Regions from separate parts of the Sus scrofa genome. Here all the other regions are linked to region 2. The links are chromatin contacts, called in public Hi-C and promoter capture Hi-C maps. All regions are on one chromosome and are shown on one strand. The core of a region is the stretch at or near the end of the contact, and the rest is flanking DNA. Distances in the headings are between cores, read along the strand shown.

What was found. Promoter capture Hi-C pulls out the DNA fragments that hold promoters and counts their contacts. A called contact is a pair of places that touch in the nucleus more often than the background predicts.
Region 1: a contact with region 2 is called in a Hi-C map of retroperitoneal adipose tissue, with 1.7 times the contacts expected there. The contact joins the promoter of PCSK7 here to the promoter of SIK3 in region 2. A contact is called at or near these places in 3 of 47 Hi-C or Micro-C datasets (embryonic fibroblasts, retroperitoneal adipose tissue and skeletal muscle) and 1 of 2 datasets of contacts at active chromatin or transcription factors (skeletal muscle).
Region 3: a contact with region 2 is called in a Hi-C map of embryonic fibroblasts, with 2.3 times the contacts expected there. The contact joins the enhancer-like site here to the promoter of SIK3 in region 2. A contact is called at or near these places in 2 of 5 promoter capture datasets (fetal liver and fetal skeletal muscle), 4 of 47 Hi-C or Micro-C datasets (alveolar macrophages, brain, embryonic fibroblasts and 1 more) and 2 of 2 datasets of contacts at active chromatin or transcription factors (alveolar macrophages and skeletal muscle).
Region 4: a contact with region 2 is called in a promoter capture Hi-C map of liver, with 8 times the contacts expected there. The contact joins the enhancer-like site here to the promoter of SIK3 in region 2. A contact is called at or near these places in 2 of 5 promoter capture datasets (both in liver), 6 of 47 Hi-C or Micro-C datasets (heart right ventricle, liver and skeletal muscle) and 2 of 2 datasets of contacts at active chromatin or transcription factors (alveolar macrophages and skeletal muscle).

The regions. Positions count from the first base shown.
Region 1 is chr9:44,595,224-44,597,923 of Sscrofa11.1, reverse strand. PCSK7 (proprotein convertase subtilisin/kexin type 7) reads left to right here and starts at 1,375. Exons shown (of 17, transcript XM_021062880.1): 1 at 1,375-1,526. It overlaps RNF214 (RING finger protein 214), which reads right to left and starts at 944. Exons shown (of 16, transcript XM_021062882.1): 1 at 839-944.
Region 2 is chr9:44,470,249-44,472,948 of Sscrofa11.1, reverse strand. It overlaps SIK3 (serine/threonine-protein kinase SIK3), which reads left to right and starts at 1,260. Exons shown (of 25, transcript XM_021062877.1): 1 at 1,260-1,532. The coding sequence starts at 1,260.
Region 3 is chr9:44,351,812-44,354,511 of Sscrofa11.1, reverse strand. The region is part of intron 1 of SIK3 (serine/threonine-protein kinase SIK3); the gene reads left to right. Among named protein-coding and RNA genes, the nearest start is that of SIK3, 120 kb to the left of the region's middle. Within about 2 kb of position 1,256, at least 7 of the 83 cell types and tissues checked have an H3K27ac peak or open chromatin away from gene starts, as enhancers often do. A contact at or near this core is called in alveolar macrophages and embryonic fibroblasts, where this site is marked.
Region 4 is chr9:44,387,091-44,389,790 of Sscrofa11.1, reverse strand. All of the region lies in intron 1 of SIK3 (serine/threonine-protein kinase SIK3), which reads left to right. Among named protein-coding and RNA genes, the nearest start is that of SIK3, 83 kb to the left of the region's middle. Within about 2 kb of position 1,435, at least 22 of the 83 cell types and tissues checked have an H3K27ac peak or open chromatin away from gene starts, as enhancers often do. A contact at or near this core is called in alveolar macrophages, liver and skeletal muscle, where this site is marked.

The DNA of each region.
Region 1 (2,700 bases), core at 126-2,625, 120 kb before region 2:
TCAAAAGGTCATCCTTTATGTTGCAGACAAATCACCGCCCTCTACGGTGAAGGGAGAGGAAGAGGGATGTAACACGGGGTTAAATTCTTGTTTTTAATAGCTTCATTTGTACATTCCTAACCCTCGAAAAGCGAGCGCACAGGGTAGACATGGAGGCTGGACTGTGCTAACACTTCAGTCCCAGGCCAGAGACCCCCTGTGCCTCAGTTTCCCCAACATACAAGTCTCCCAGAAGAAAACGGGCCCTAGATCGCCCCTACCGCTAGCTCAGGTGCAAATGCCCTGGCCCATCAGAGCCCGGGCCAGGGTCCTTGGCTCCCGGTAGTCAAAACCAGAGGGCACGGGTCCTCCAAGCAACTCCGCAGCTCAGAGCCCAGAGGAGAGGGGACCAGGGCCATCTGGCAGAGGCTGCGGCGAGGGGCGTAAAGTCGAAAGTGCCAAGGAAAACCCGGTACCACAAGCCGGCGGCGACCACCAGCTAGACGGCGACGCCAGTTGCGACTGGTCCTCAGGAGATCCGGGGACTGACGCGAAGGGGACAATGGGGGGAAGCCGCGCCGGGTGGTCCCGGCGGCAGTCCACAGGGGGCTGGCCCAGTGGGCTGCTTCCTCCTGCCAGAGCCCCTCCAAACCTTGCCCCCCGCCCCCCTGCGCCGCCTGGCTGCCAGCCCCCGTCCCACTTCTAGGCCAGGACCCCAGCCCCCGTCCCCGCAGCTCCCTCCACGCCCCCCGGCCCGATCCCCCGCCCCTTGCGCCACTGCCCCCGGCCCTCGCACCCGCCCCGCACACACCTCCCGCGCCGCGCCTCCGGGAGGGAAGGGGGGAGGGACGGGACGCACCTGAGCGGGCGGAGCGGGGGGAGGGGGCGGCCGAGCTTGGGGGGAGGGGTCGAGCGCCGGCCCGCGCGCGACACCTCCCACTTCCGGCGGCACGAGCGGCGGGGGCGAGGCTCGGCCAGGAGAGGAGAGGCCGCGGTGGCACCGCGCCGCCCCCGACGGCGCCCTCTGGCGGCGGGAGCCGGCACCGTGAGGGGACGCGGACACTGCGGAAGCCCTTAAGATACTAGTGGACTCTCCCGGGGCGCAGGGACGAAAGGAGATGTGACCTCCGGAAGAAAGGAGACGTGGTGAAGGGAGGGCCGCCTTTAGGAGGATTACAGAGAGAGGGGATCATGGCGATCAGAGAGAGAGGTGTTTTTGGAGGTTACAGCAGAGATGCCTTTTCTCTGGCCAAGAAGGAGAGGACCGTCTGTCTGGAGAGGGTCTCTCTTGGAGATGCCCGAAGTTGGGGCGGTGGGCCCTGAGAGGAGCGCCCACCACACCCGCACGCTGCTCTTTCAGTAGAGGATGCCCGAAGGAACCGGCCCCCTAGCGCCGGCTGCTCCCGGCGGGTCGGCCCGGCCCGAGGACCCGCTGCTGATTGGCTGAGCTGCCGGGCGGAAGTGATGCTACTGTCACTGGCTCCTCAGGTTCCCGGGAAGCCGCGAGTTTCCGCAGGGAGGCGGCGGCAGCAGCTGCGGCCGGGCCGGTGAGTTGGGAACTCGGTGGGGGCGAGGCATTGGAAGTCCGAGTGGCCTGGAACTGGGGGCGGCCGGTGTCCGAGGGTGAAAGAGCTGCACAAAGGGCGCCTTCAGTCCCGGCGTGGGGGAGCCCAGGAAGACTGGGCCACGGGGTCTTGGATTCCAGGATAGTATGGGTTCTCTGAGGAGAGGGCCACATTGCACGGGGCAATCAAGGCTAGGGAGGAGGAAGCCAATGAAACTGAACCCGGTACCGGCAGCTTGGTTTCTAGGAACAGGTTGCGAGGAGGACAGGGTCTTGGGAGCCAAGTCTTGAACTTGGGGCTGCCTGTATCTTCCTCTTCTCTTAGCACCTAAGAGCTGCAAAGACACGCCTAGCAGTTGGGTGAAGTTGAGATCTGCTTTCAGATTAAGGTTCCATTCCCAGAAGCCTAGGATGGGAGGGTCAGGAGTAAAGCACTGCTCCGCCAGAGGGAGTGGAGGCCATGGTGGTCAGGTTTCTCCTCTCTTTGGGAAATCTGTGAGCTCCACTGAGACTGTAAGAGCCTGCCTAGTTGGATCACTATCAAGGCTAGCCAGATTTTGTTTTGCTTAGTAAGGTATGCAGACTGGGAAAGAGAGCTGACTATCTTGGACAGTCAAGGCTGCTGGAGGGTGGAGAACCTAAAAGGAAAAGAGAGGAGATATGCAGCTTTTTGGAGGGAAATGTTAGGTGGCAGAAGTTCCCGTCTCCCTTTCCAAAGAGACTTCGGTAAAATGCCCATGTTTCTGTAATGTTTTGAGACTGATCCAATCGGATATGTGTGTAAGCACTAAGCCCTGCCTCTCCCCATAGAGATCAGATGCTTCTAAAGGAGCCCAGTCACCCATAGGTACATACATGTTCTACCACCATTCACCTGTCCTTGTCCCCACAGTTGCCCACCAGTTCTAATTTGGCCCATCTATCAACCACAGGTGGCAGTCCCCCATTCCAGGGTTGAGCCCTCACTCCTAAGCCACCTTGCTGAGCTAGTGGCTAAGGGTAGCCCTTTAGTGCTGCTTGCCAGTCACCCCTGCTCCCCAGGGTTCCCACTTGCCTCTCTTCAGTTCTGTGTGCATTCTTGGGTTTTGTCTAATTCCCCTGCCACCTGCCTACCCCGTCTTCCCCCCGCGTCCTTCCTGACTGCAGAAATCAGGAAG
Region 2 (2,700 bases), core at 11-2,510:
GAGGGATCAGGACTGGACTGAAGGAATACATTTTAACATTGGTGTTCATGGTCTCCCCACCCCCCAACCGTCAACCTGCCAAGACCACCTTGTTTTTGAAAGCTCAGTCTCCTACCCCTCCCGGGCCCCAACTGAAGCTGTTAAAGCCAATCTAGTTAATAAAGGGAGCCAGGAAGTGAGGGTATGGGGAACTTGGGAGCTAGTGAAAGCTCTGGAGGGAAACGGATAGAAGATAAAAGATGAGGGAAGAAAAACATATATGAGATTTACTGTTGGAATTATACATTTGATCACCTTTAACGTCCTTGGAGAGTCGCTAGTAAGGGTGAAATTTTAATTTTATTATTTACTTATTTATTTCGCCCAACAGACCGGATTGTCTTTAACCATGACGTGACTCACTGGACAATGCCACCACTGCTTCATCAGGGTTATACAAGTGACAGAAATAGGGCGCAGGCACTTTGACAGTCATCTAGCTATAGAATTGTTCAGAGACAGGGTGGGAGGAAGGAAAATGACCTCCCTGCTTGGGTCCTCACCCACCCAACGACTGGAATGCGTGTTTGGGCTGGTTTCTCCGCCCTTGAACACACAAATCCTAGTTTCCCAATTCCTCTCTATTCGGTGACAATTAGATTGGTTGTACTGGGTGAGCTGGGTTTTGTAAGAGGTAGGAATTTTACTGAAGAATTCCCCTGTCTCTACCGACTTGGGTACAGTTGCTTCAATACTGTAGCTATTCCTGCCTTTGGGGCCTCAAGGGCTAAAATGGGACAGTGCTAATATTTTTGGTGATGAGGAAATATTTTGTTTTAAGGAGGCTGAGTGATTGCTGAACTGGGACAGAGGTCATAGTCGGGGTCACATTAGCGGTTCCAGGGGGATCGAGGGCAGGCTTTGGGTCGGGCAAAAGCACCCCCTCAACTCGGGCAATGCTGCGGCGGCTTGGAACCCGCTGGCACACTTGCGGTGCCCACTGTCTCCTCCCGGGAGGGGGGCACCCGGGAGCCGGCGCCGGAGGAACCCGGCCCACGCGGGAAGGTCGAGCTCGCCGGTGAGGTCACGGTTGCCATGGCTCTGGGCAGTGACGCGCGTCGGCACGTGACCAACGGTTGCCATGGCGCCGGGCCCAGGCGGCGCGGGCGCTCCGCCTCCCGGAGTGACGTCCGCCGCTCCCCCTCCTTTTCCCGCCCCCCTGCTCCCTCCACCCCCCTCGCCGGCTACCCGCGGCCCCGGAGGTTTCACTGCACAACAAGATGGCGGCGGCGGCGGCGAGCGGAGCTGGCGGGGCTGCCGGGGCCGGAGCTGGGGGAGCCGGGCCAGCAGGTCGCCTGCTGCCTCCGCCCGCCCCGGGGCCCCCGGCCGCCCCCGCTGCAGTGCCCCCGGCGGCTGGCCCGCCGCGTCCTCCAGCCCCGGCCTCCCGCGGGCCGGTGCCTGCCCGCATCGGCTACTACGAGATCGACCGCACCATCGGCAAGGGCAACTTCGCTGTGGTCAAGAGGGCCACGCACCTCGTCACCAAGGCCAAGGTAGTGGCGCTGGGGGGACCGGGCGGCGGGGAAGCTGCGCGGCCCGGGACCGTCCAAGTGTGGCGGGGGCAGGAGAGCCCCGCGACACGGAGGCTGAGGGGTCGGCGCGGCGAGCGGGGCTCTGGAAATTGGAGAGCGTTGGGGACCGGGAAAACGGGTAGGGGGCTGCCGGGCGGGAGTGAGGAGAGGGCGAGCAGAAGGTGGGGGACACCGGGGTACCCAGGAGAGGGTAACTGCACGGCAAGGGGACGCAGGGAGCCAGTGATCACGGGGACCTGGGGAACTAGGGAGCCGGGGTTGGGGAGGGGGCTCCGAGAGCTGTACGGAGGATAGTAGAAGGGATGATTGGAAGGAAGAGGTTTGGAACTCTCCCGGAGCCTGGAGACAGTAAGCTAAGAAGACTCTGGAACCAGCAATTAGGAAATCCTAAGGGAATGAAGGCAGGGGAATAGGAAATGTGGACCAAGAGATGGGGGAAAACAAGGGTAAAACTGGCAGACGTGGGATGACGAGGGGGACCCACGATGGCTGGGACATATACTGGGGGTATGTGGTGGGCGCAGGGGGGGGGCGCTGGGAGATATGAGGGACCTGGTACCTTATGACAGAGGCAACAGTCAGCATTTGGTCGTCCAAGACTGATAGGTGGTGGGAATGAGGGTCTGAGGACAGATAAGATTATTGGAGGAGGAGATGAAAAAAACTGGGAAATAAGGAGGAAAAAATTACTTTGCTTTTCCACAGGAAGGGGATCAGGGAACAGAGGCGGTGGTGGCGGTGTGTCCTAGGTTTATGGTGGCACTAGGTATTTAGGGGTTAAACAATTTGGGAACGCTGGATTGCTGGTTATATTTAGTTGTTGGAGGGTCCCGGATTGTGAGCTTTATAGAACCCAGGGAGGGCTCTGAGTGATGAGGGGAAAGGCTGGTGACTGAGGAGGTGTATGAGGAACCCACTCATTGGGCCCTTTGGTTCCCAAGGGATTTGTGGGGCTGTAGTGGTGAAGTTGGCCAAGGTCAATTAGGAAGCCATATCCATACCCATAGAAAATTCATTTTTGGAGGAAATATCTTTAGCACTTTTCTGTGGTCTTCATTGGGAGTATTGGAATCATCAGGAGGAATTGTTTGGTTTTAGGACGCACAAAGCCCATTTGTACTCCAAATCT
Region 3 (2,700 bases), core at 7-2,506, 120 kb after region 2:
AAAGTGTGTATCCAAAATATAAGAAATACGTCGATGCTTTTTTTCACCACCGGAATGGCTAATGCCCTTGACGGGTTTCTTTGCAAACTGAAGTGAGCTGCCACAGCCCTGTAGAAACCCAGACCTGGTTATGTGACTTGACGGAGACATCTGAAATTATAAACTCATTTTCTCCCTGGAGCCTGTATATCTAAAATATTGGATTGAGATTAATGCTAGTAACTCCAGTATCTATGTAGAAGTAAAGGAGGACCTTTTAAATTTGTAATTGGTCTATTCATTGAACAGGTATTAGTTGTATTTATTTTGTGTTATTAAGGGACTACATTGCAAAGTCTAGATTTTTAGAAAACAATAACATCTCTATGCAGGTACATTATTGCTCTAAGTAAATGCAGTATTTATTGCAAAGAAACCCCTTAGAATCATATGTGGAAGCTGAAGTTTCTTGTTTGCCTTTGTTTGATATGTGTGAAGGAACTTCCAACGATGTGGGTGAACAAATGGAGGCCAAAAGAATCTGATGTAAAGCAAACAACTGATTAAGTTATGACTGAACCTCTACTGACTAGCATTTTAATATCCAGATGGACAAGCAAGCTCTTACTAATTCACAAGGGTAAACTCATCTCCTATGATCAATTAATTAATTTCTAGGCTGTAATTAGTTCCTATGAATACCCTTATTCCTCACATGGCAAAATTTACTGTATTATGGACTAGATTTACATTGCCTAAAACTATAGAATATAGTTTTGCTCTCTAGGTCAGTATGTCAGATGACTTATGATTCAGGCAGAGCAATTACCTCTTCCAAGGTTCAGCCCTTTTAAACTTGGGCATATGTCATATGCCAAATGTATCCTGTGTATTCGGTACTTTGATGCTAACTCTTTGATTTTAATTGAAGGAAAAGAACTAGCAATGAAGTATGAGATGAAATACAGTATAGATAGATTTTATCAACTTGGTGAACACAAACTACTATACACTTGAGGTTTGTTACAGACGCTTTTTCTAAGTGGAAGGCTCTTCCAAAAGACATTTTTGAAGTTTTGCTATGAAGAAAGTTTGCTGGTGAATGAAAAGAACCTTTTGTAGACCTCTGCTTGGGAGTCTGGTAACTGGCACTTTGGGATTCTATACAGGGAGTTCCAAGACTGGGGGAATATCTCAGGGTAAAGCTATCTAAGTTTTGTATCCAAAGCTATTAATTTCTTCAACTATGAGAAGAAACCACAGATTGTGTAATGGCCTTGGTATTTTGTTGGTATGGAGAGGATGATCTCAGAAGACTTGTAAGCCTGTGCTGGGATGTGTGCGACACGTGCCTTCTTTTTGATTTTTTTATTTCAACAGTTGTGGACACATTTTTGAAACTGTAGATATCCTAAGTTAGCAAATCCGAATCAGCCCACAAAGCAGCCATTTTTGCCAGTGCCAAACACATACTTTGCTGAATTTTCTAATCTGGGCTCCAGAGTTTATACATAGCAAATTCTAACATCTGCCAAGTTCTGTTATGACCCAGAGGGGAGTGGAGGAAAGTGGGATGAAGAATCTGGAAAAGTCTGTTGCCTATAGGGTAAATTGCATTTTGGAATTTGCTTCCATGTGGATTTTCTCCTCATGGACCACTGTGATGTTTAGTGGGCTGAGCTGGAAAGGTCATATTGCACAAGATGAAGAACAGTAAATGGTCTGTTTGGTGACTTGCTGTCAAGCCTTCTGCCACTGCTGACTGATGGTTGTAATCGCCATTTTTCCTTGTAGGATACAAGAGTTTGGCTGTCATTTTTTTGGGAATATGGTAATTTGTAGCCATTGCCTTTGGTCTGGTGGGAGAGCTAACATTCAGAGGCTCTGTTTAGTCCAGTGGCTTATAGCTCTCTCTCTCTCTCTTCTCTCTCTCTCTTTTTTTTTTTTTTTTTTTTTTTCATGAACTGCTGCTGCTTTTAAGCCTTAAGAATATGTTTCAGAAAATGCATGTGAATATTAAATTCAGTTAATTCCTTTTCATTTTGCCAAAGAATTTGAATTTACCTCTTCCTACAAGACATTGACCTTATCTTTTTTTTAACCTTAAGACAGTGGCCCTAGAAATAGTTTGTTGTTTCTTCCTTTGCTTTTCCTTAAAATTAGTAAAATTTCCATTTCCTTGAGTTGTGATGCAGTTCTGAACCATGTTTAAAATATGCACAGGGGCACAGACCCCAATAAGTTTAAAAGTATGAAGAGCGTGGGGCAGAAATCAGCATTTCTATTAAGTTTCAGTTCCCTCAGATTTGCTTTATAGGAAGTGTATTAATTAAGGACATTTTTCCAGAGCATTTCCATACAGGTAAATATGTTATTTTACATAGGTGCTATTTAAAAATATAGATGTATTCCTGACATTACTTATGAAATTTTTTTTTTTTTTTTTTTTTTTTTTTTTTGGTCTTTTTGCTATTTCTGGGGCCGCTCCCGCGGCATATGGAGATTCCCAGGCTAGGGGTTAAATCGGAGCCGTAGCCACCAGCCTACACCAGAGCCACAGCAACTCGGGATCCGAGCCGAGTCTGCAACCTGCACCACAGCTAACGGCAACGCCGGATCGTCAACCTACTGAGCAAGGGCAGGGACCGAACCCGCAACCTCATGGTTTCTAATCGGATTCGTTAACCACTGCGCCATGACAGGAACTCCTGAAATTTTTTT
Region 4 (2,700 bases), core at 186-2,685, 83 kb after region 2:
AAACAGAGATCCACTTATATTCATTTCTGTGTTGATTTCTAAACAAGATAGATCTGGTTTGTCAGCGAAAATATTCTTTTAGCTACTTGCCAATGAAAAGTGGCAATTTCCATTTGTAATATAAATTATTTACATTTGTACCACTTTTCATTCCTCACTTGCTCTCCCCAGTCTGATAAGCATCTCACTGACAATTATGAGAGACGAATATGGGCCATGCGATTATCAATGAAATTTCAATTCATTTCTTCTTTATCTGCCTCAGAGGACCTATCTTTGCTTTTTTCCCTGAAGCCTTTGACACAGGGATGGTTTGTGTTACTTTGCCTGATGTCTCAAGCAACTCCACTTGGTGAATGTGGTTTATATACTCACAGGCAGGTATAAGTGTCCACATGGTCTTTCCTTTTTACTTAGTGGAAGCTGTGAAGACCCCATGGGCATTTGATTCCTTAAGAATTTAATTAGTGCACAGAAGTTGGGAGATATTGGCTGAAAGAAAAAAGGGCAAGTTTTTCAACCGGTACTTTGTCTTTTTATGGTATGATATGGGTTTCCCTTTAGTGCTTCTTTAACTCAAGTGTTTGATTATTAAATCAAATCGTCTTTGATGCTTTTTTCTTTTTTGTTTCTTATTGTTGTTGTTTGATGCTTATGTTTTCTTGGGTAAAATTTGCATTCTGGGGGATGCAGAGATCTTTAGTATCCAGTTCAGTGATACTTGATAAATGTACCACCACCACCAGAACATTTCTGTCATCTGCTTGGTTCTCTTGTGTTTCCCCCAGTCAGTCCCCAGACACATTTACTTGTATAATAACAAGATTTTGACATGTCCAAGTTTAAAGTGATTAGGACTTTGTTTCTGTGGCAACTGGTAATATAAATAATATAAATTTACTTAAAGCTTTTTTTTTTGTAAAAAAATCTGTATTTATAGGCAGTAGGTACTCAAAAATTGCTTACTTAACTAATTAATGGAATTTTTGATAATAATTAACAAACTGGTAGGCAAAGCAGCCCTGTTACTTTGGTATAGACTTTGTATCTTACGTGTGAAATTGAGAATTGACAGCCGCTTTTTTATACTGAAGTGGTAAACAGAGGCATCAGGCAGCTTTTTGTGAGTTGTCTGTACGCCAAGTCAAAGGCAGAGAGGATACTGGCCCAGGGGCCAGTCCTCACTTTATTTCTACCTCAGGACATGTCCCCTTATTTGTAAAACTTCATTTACCTCACTAGGCTGCTCTGGGCATTGGTTAATATTTGGAAAGTTCTGGATAAGGAGTGGGTTCTGTCCATGTGCTCTTTACCAGGGAGATTGAGCAAACTTGTACGGCAGGGCTGACCTTTGACAAGCACCACTCCTCAGCCCAAATTGATCCCATTTTTCTTTTGTGCAAATAGTTCTGGAGGTTTAATGTTTGTTTTTCACTGTACATGCAGTGTGCTTGCTCTTGTAGAAACTGCCCGAATGACCGTAGATGACCCAGGCTCTTCTCAAGGGTGTGTGCTTTGTGAGAACTGGCCAAGTTGGCTGTTACACTTACTTTTTCTGAACAAATGAATATATAGTTTCATCTGGCTCATATAGCCAAGCCTCGGGTTTGGAGGTTGTTTTTCCTTTTTTCGTATTTGTTTTTGTTTTAGCTAGTAATGATCGATGTGGTTGAGGCGGGGCTTTTCTTGGGGGAAGGTGCCGCTTTGAACTTCCCTTTCCTTTCAAGTAGAAATAGTGTAGCCTCCCTGGTTTGGTACTATCAGTAAATAGTTGTTTATAGCCTCTTCTTTTATTAGGGAAAATGCAGGGGCAAAAAATGATTTTATCTTGTTATTCTGCTGTTAACAATGATTTCTTGAGACATCTATTTTTCTAATATTGAACACAGTGTTTTTCAGTATTATCCATGTCCATTTTGAGAAAAGTATTTTCATTTTATACTAAGGAAAGAAAAAAACAACATTAGCCCTCTGTTCTGCTAAACCTCAAGTCATATTAGTAGAATAGTTTCAGGTTAATAGCAATTATGTGTCTGGTACTGGTAATATATGTCTCTGGAGATCAAGGTCACAGCAAAATGATACAAATGAATGAGTACTGAAGAATGGAAATGTGATATGAAATTCCTGCAGGCTTCTTAATCCAACCCCTATCTTGTGTCAGGGGAGATGGGATTTACGTCACTGTGCCTTACATAAGGCCACTGATCTACAGTTTCACTGCTCCTGAAATTGTGTGGGGCATATGAGGCCTCTATTTAATTGGTTTGATGTGTGCCTGTTCGAAACCTCAATACCATTTAGATTCAAAATAGCAAATTTCCCTTTATTCTTTGAAAGGATTATTAAGGGAACAAAAAAGCAGTGATTTTTGGATTTTTTTTTTTTAAAAACTGTTTTGTTTGTTTAGTCTTGTGGTAATGTGACACTTAAACATTAGTTTGTGACCCTTAATACTTGTTATTCGCGGTTACGTAAGTTTTTGGATTTGTCCAGGCTTAAAGTATAAAGTTTATCGAAGTCATTTAAGCAGTTTCTCATTCTTAAAAGGACGTTGATAGAAAATTAATATAATTTCCCAATTAAATTAGCTTCATTCTTACCCCACCTGTTGGCTAAATTCAGGAATCTTAAGGTTTTGGAGTTCCCGTCGTGGTTCAGCAGTTAACGAACCTGATTGGTATCCATGAGGACTCAGGA